2 separate regions of the Mus musculus genome follow, and region 1 is linked to region 2. The links are chromatin contacts, called in public HiChIP or PLAC-seq maps. All regions are on one chromosome and are shown on one strand. The core of a region is the stretch at or near the end of the contact, and the rest is flanking DNA. Distances in the headings are between cores, read along the strand shown. Region 1 has its middle 18 kb from the start of Gm52252. Region 2 has its middle 11 kb from the start of Gm1968.

Evidence for each region. HiChIP or PLAC-seq counts read pairs in DNA pulled down with a chosen protein or histone mark.
Region 1: a contact with region 2 is called in an H3K27ac HiChIP or PLAC-seq map of extraembryonic endoderm stem cells. The contact joins two enhancer-like sites. A contact is called at or near these places in 3 of 115 datasets of contacts at active chromatin or transcription factors (embryonic stem cells, extraembryonic endoderm stem cells and pancreatic cancer cells).

What each region holds. Positions count from the first base shown.
Region 1 is chr16:30,501,061-30,503,894 of GRCm38.p6, reverse strand. No RefSeq gene overlaps it. Among named protein-coding and RNA genes, the nearest start is that of Gm52252, 18 kb to the left of the region's middle. Within about 2 kb of position 1,289, at least 126 of the 459 cell types and tissues checked have an H3K27ac peak or open chromatin away from gene starts, as enhancers often do. A contact at or near this core is called in extraembryonic endoderm stem cells, where this site is marked.
Region 2 is chr16:29,988,997-29,991,943 of GRCm38.p6, reverse strand. No RefSeq gene overlaps it. Among named protein-coding and RNA genes, the nearest start is that of Gm1968, 11 kb to the right of the region's middle. Within about 2 kb of position 1,328, at least 34 of the 459 cell types and tissues checked have an H3K27ac peak or open chromatin away from gene starts, as enhancers often do. A contact at or near this core is called in extraembryonic endoderm stem cells, where this site is marked.

The DNA of each region.
Region 1 (2,834 bases), core at 40-2,539, 510 kb before region 2:
ATGCAGTCCCTTATGTCGTGGTGATCCCAGGCATAAAATTATTTCCCTTGTTACTTCATAACTGTAATTTTGCTACCGTTATGAATCGTGTTTTCCAGTGGTTTTAGGCAACCCCTGTGAAAGGGTTGGTTGTCTGACACCCCCTCCTCCAGAAGTCAAGACACATGGGCTGAAAACTACTGTTCAAAGGGGGTACCCCTTTAAGACTACCAACACCTGTACTCCTGAGGAAGCCGATATCTGGGACTCCAGGGCAGGTGCTTGCTTCTTTCTGTAAGGTAGGAGAAAATCTCCCACATGCCTAATCTCTGCCTGGAAACCACATGATGGGCTGTTGTTCAAAACCCAGCAAATTCCTCTATGCAGCCAGGAAAAAGGACCAGTGTGTCAGGAGGGTTGAGCCTCATTGGTTATTGAAGGATGTCTGTAGAGAAGGGAGGTTGGGTACTTAACTCATTTGCGGCTGCACACTTCTACACTGTAGTCCACAGTGGAACTATTCATGAACCAAAGACTGGAGCTAAGTCAGTTTTCATATTACCTACCTACACACACACACACACACACACACACACACACACACACACACTGCAGACTCTCTGAAGGTGTCATGCTCACAACAGATTCTCAAGGTCTAGGCGTCTCACTAGTAATACTGATTCAGTGATATGGGGCGGGGGGGGATGGGGAGGAACCCCAAATCCTAGTAAGATGTCACAGAACAGTAGATAGGGCTTGGGCAAGGAGGTGGAGGGCTGCCTATATGGTGGTGCCTAGCTAGGGGGTTATGCAGCAGGAATAGCTCTCAGATAGGGTCCAATGCATCCAAGCTGTCGGCAAAGCTGAAAACAAGCTGCAGCTTTCAGATAAATCTCAGATGTCTTGACAAACAATATATTGCCTGTCTGGCTGTCGGGTCATAGTTTGAGATGGAAGAAAATGTGTAGATCCAAATCGGGAATCCTAGCAAGTGTGGGAGCGGAGGTACAGCCCCTGGGAATCCACGTCAGGAAGACAATTGGTCAGCGAGGGAAGCCCGGTGCACCGATGACCTCATGGCTCTTTTCTGGACACTCCCTTCCCTCCTGCCCACCTCCACCCACAGACATATCAGACAGATGACCGAATGAGCACGAGGAAAAAGTGTTCCCCGTCGATAACGCTCGTTCTCACGTGTGGCTGCCCATCCCCAGCCTTGTCCGCGCCCCCCCTCCAATGTCCCCAAGCTGAGCAAGGCTGAGTGAGGTCAGTGGGAACTCACGCTCGCGCTCGCTCGCTCGCTCGCTCTCACCAGACCCAGGAGTCTTTGAAGATTGCGTAAGGGCAAACAAACGCCTGGCCGTGCCTTAAATTCTTTGTGTGAAACAGCTCACATTTTGTTCCCTGGCTGACCACACGTGAGTTTTGTCTTCTGAGCAGTTTTTGCCACGAGAATAGTTTCATATCTCCTCAGAAGGGGTCAGCAAGGGACCCCAGCCTATGTTGAGACACACACTTGGCTCCAATGCTCCAGCCTCCAGAGCCCACACCTCAGACAGAACTGTTCTTCTCAAGAGGAGGTGGTGACTGCCCCTAACAGTTGGCTTGCCACAGCTGTGTGTGCAGTCCTTCAAGCCAGTGTACAAGTCCCAGAGCCAGGGCCTCCCTGGTGTCACCCCTGACAGAGAAAGCAAAGGGCTTCATCCACATGGTTGTGTTTTAGATCTCGTTTCTCCCGGACTTTCTTAGGCCTCCCACTTGGCTGAATATTTGGGAATTGACACAATAGCCTTACCGAAGCTGGGGTGGGCATGATGTGGTGGGAAGTCATGTGATTGTCCAAAGTGAACCAATTTGTCAAAGACCATTTCCCTCTTACCCATCCCCCACTCCCACCCCCTGCCACCGCCACACCCCACGATAAGATAGGGTCCCCAGAGCACAATAATCCTTTCCTGAGATACAATTTAGAGGCTCCTGAGAAAAGAAACAACAGAGAGGCTAATTTTGGCTTTTCTGAAACTAAAGAAAAACATACAGCCAGGCCCTGTCCTGCCCAAGGAAGCCAGGGTGGGCCCCGTTTTGTCTCTCTAGGGTATCTGCTCAGATCACCAGAGGTTTGGAGAACAATGCCGGGGTTGAGGGCAGTATGGGAACAGAGTCTGCCCCCCTCACAGCAAAGGCTGCGTGTGATGGAGCCTTGCCTGGGCTCTCTACAGACACCTAAAACAACAACCTGTATTTCAGGCCTAAAATTTTTTGAAGCACCAACTCCTTACCCTCCCTCCCCCATCTAAACTGCGAAGAGTTAGAGATTTCTTCAGACCCAGTCGTGAGAAGAGAAAACCCTGATGCTGTTCTATAGATCCTCTCCAATTTTACTATGTACACATATGCACATTTGCCTTTCCTCTGATTCTTAGAAGGATCCATGATTAGGAACAAATGACAAGCCCAGGGAGCCATACCAACGTGGGCCAGGTTTTAAAGCACTTACTGAGAATCTCCTGTCTTCTTACAGGAGTCAGGGTGAGGCTCACACATACACACGAGCGTCTGTGTCTCTGACACACTCAAGGTGTCACCCAGGCTGCAGCTCTGCAGACCACACTAGCGAAGCGAAGCTCAGAGGCACGTGGTGCTTCCGCTACCCATGAGCCTTTGCCTCAGCCACAGTCTAACGGATCTCCAGTCTTCCTGTCCAGCTCCAGTCCACCCTGTTGCCACCAGAGGGATCTCGTAGCAAATTGTCAATGTCATTTTCCTAAAAAAAAAACTTCAGTGATGGGGTTGGAGAGAGGGCTCAGCCATTGAGAGCATATATTGCTCTTCCAGAGGACCTGAGTTCAAGTCCC
Region 2 (2,947 bases), core at 79-2,578:
TACCGTCCCCCTCTCCCTTCTTCTTGCTGTATTGGGGTTGCATATAGGGTCTCACACATCCTAGCAAGTGCTCTACCACTAAAATGGATCTTCCGTCCTTTTTTTTTTTTACACTGTTATTTTTGAGCCAGGATCTTGCTAAGTTGCTCACATTGACCTTGAATCCTCTCTCTAGCCCATGCAAGCTTTTGTGATCTTCCTGTCTCAGCCTCCAGAGTAACCAGGATTGTAGATTGATTACAGAGGTACCCCCTCAGGCCTGGATGAACCTAAGCATTTCTTGTAAGAGAAGTTCTGGAACTTTCCCCGGGGTCTCTAAGGTATCAGTGATATGAAAGAAAAGTGGGAGTCATTGACTTAATCACCCATCTGAAGTCGGGTGGGGACCCTCTGCTTGCTGACGAGTTTGCTAAGCGGAGGTCATGATGGTTTTCTTCCAACTTGTGACTTTTTGGAGATCTATCCTGGCAGCTTCTGGCCTGGCATTGACTCTTGCTGGACTTAGCTCTAGCTGGCTGCACCAAGCAGGGATTTGAGGAAACATTGGTCAGGAGCTTAGCAGCAGAGGGCTCCAGAGAAGCCATAGTTTCCCTTCCTCTTCTATAGAGACTGTCTGGGAGCAGAGGCTGATGTGGTGAGGCCGCAGCCTCCTGTGCATCCTTGGGGAGCCAAGCAAGATGCCCAGACCAACAGGAGCCGCTTCCGGCTTCACAGACAGAGAGCAGAGACAAGGAGTAAATGCAGGAAATCTCCTAGTTCCCTCCCCTGGGAGAGCTGACACTTGTCTGTGATGAGACCCCATGAAGCTGAGTGGGGTAACCTGGAAGGCAGAGAGACACCAAAGGCCATCCGGAGGTGATAGGTGGAGTGAATTAGAGGTGAGTCAGCCAGCTCATGAGGCAGTTAAAAGACAAGTGGCTAATTGTGGGTGCAGAGGACGGGTCACACACAGAAAATGAGGAACAAGTGGTTAATTGGGCCCACAAGCCCAGGATCCCGCCTATAATTAGCAAATTGCAGGGCTTTGATATTTGCTTTGGTAACAATGTGCCTAGGGAATTGCAGAGAGGAAAACTGTGCCCCCAGCTTGGGAAGTGACCCTAGGTCTAGACTTCTTACACCATTCTCTCTGACACTCTTGTAGGCAGCACACATATGAAAACATGCCCCCACCCCATCTTGTTCCCACCACCGCCCCAGCAAGGGAGTGGGGCTTGTACCTTGTTGCCTTCAGCGTCAACCCTTGCATAAGTCTTTAGTCAGCTTGGACCTGAAGCAGGAGGCTTGGTTTCCTGGTGCACATTCTCACAGTTTACACATGAGTTAGCCCATGCTCCCAGAAGCCATGACCCCTAAGGAGCAGAGGCCCTCTGGCTACAGATATCACCAAGGCGTGGCCCTTGACAATTCCAGTAAGTTTCAGTGGGGGAAGGCAAAGTACAAGAAAGCTCAGTTACAGCACTGTTTAAGATTTTTAAGATGGCTGGCATGGGTTTCAGGTCTGCAGCTGCTTCTGCAGGCTTCTTGGGTGTTCTTTCCCATATGCACAGTGGTAGCACAGGAAAGGTGTATGGGGAGGGGGCGTGTGGCAAAACTATACATTTTCACAAGTATACAGGGCAGATGGACACTAGCAAAGGAAGGAGGGCTATATGAAGTGTCTGGAGACCCGGGTTTAAATCTAGACTCTTTACTGACAGGTTTTGTCCCTCTTATTTAAAAATTTATATCTCACCTCTATCATCTGTAGGTCTGTTTCTTCTGGTTGGTTTTTCTCTTAATCATTCATGGGTCAGCATTTTCCTGCTCCTTCATATGACTAATAAACTTTTGTAGGCACTACAAAAGATTCTAGTAATATATAATCTTAGTAGGCACTGTGATTTTCTAATGTGAAGAATTCCGACTTTGATATCTCCCTTTAAAGAGCTCTAAGCTTCACATTCCTCCGCATCAGATGTACATAGGAGTCGGTTGATCTCTTTGAGTCCTGTTATCGAGGCTTTGCTCGCTCTTCAGTTGTCTGGAATAGCTTCCACTGAAGCGATGTCTCACATTTTACTCCCTTCTGGCAACTCTGGTCTCTCCACTGTTTCCCCAAAGGACCACCAAGGACTCTGGCCTTAGGCTGCAAGGCCCAATCATGCCCCCACCTTGTGAGAGCTCTGGGCTGCTCAGCTCACTTCTTCTCCTCCTCCAAATATCCACTTCCCCTTCTCCTTTCTTCTGCCTGGTTTTGTGAAGTTACACTTGGTTTCACTTTAAGAACACTTTAGCAGAGTTCTTCCCTGTTTTTCTCCATACTCTTTGGAATTTTGATCCTCAATTATGATATATTTCAGCTTGCCCAGTCTCTTGTCTCAGTCTCTTTAGCTAAGTGAAATGAAGCTATCCAGCTGTGCATGTGACCCGAGAACTGCCTCTGAGCACAAAGCCAGGGCTACTGTGGTTCAGGCCATTGACCCTTTCATGTAGCAACCTCTGTCTGGCAGTGTCTCTTCCCAGTGTCTAAAGAGTAGTCATGCTGGCAAGACAGGAAGCCAAACTCTTTTCAGGTTAATAAAGTGCCTGTTGCCTCATGTGTAGAAATAACATAAAATGATCTTCCTGAAAAATCAGCACTGCTCACTGAAGAACAGAATAGGTGTGAAGCCACCTACAATGATGCATACAATAAGGCACCAGTCAGAAAGAAGAGTTAGCAAAAATTAGCTCCAGCCTTCTTTCTTTTCATTTGATTTGACACCGGTAACGTGGACAAATTAAGCATTTTCAAGTAATTGTTGGATGTTAAGGCTGCAGGATTTTGATCTCAGAAAGATAAACTTGGGTTGCCACAAAGTTCAGCATGGTGGCATATACCTTTAATCCTAGCACCCAAGAAGCAGAGGCGGGTGGATCTCTTGAGTTTGAGGCCAGCCTGGTCTACAGATTGAATTCCAGGACA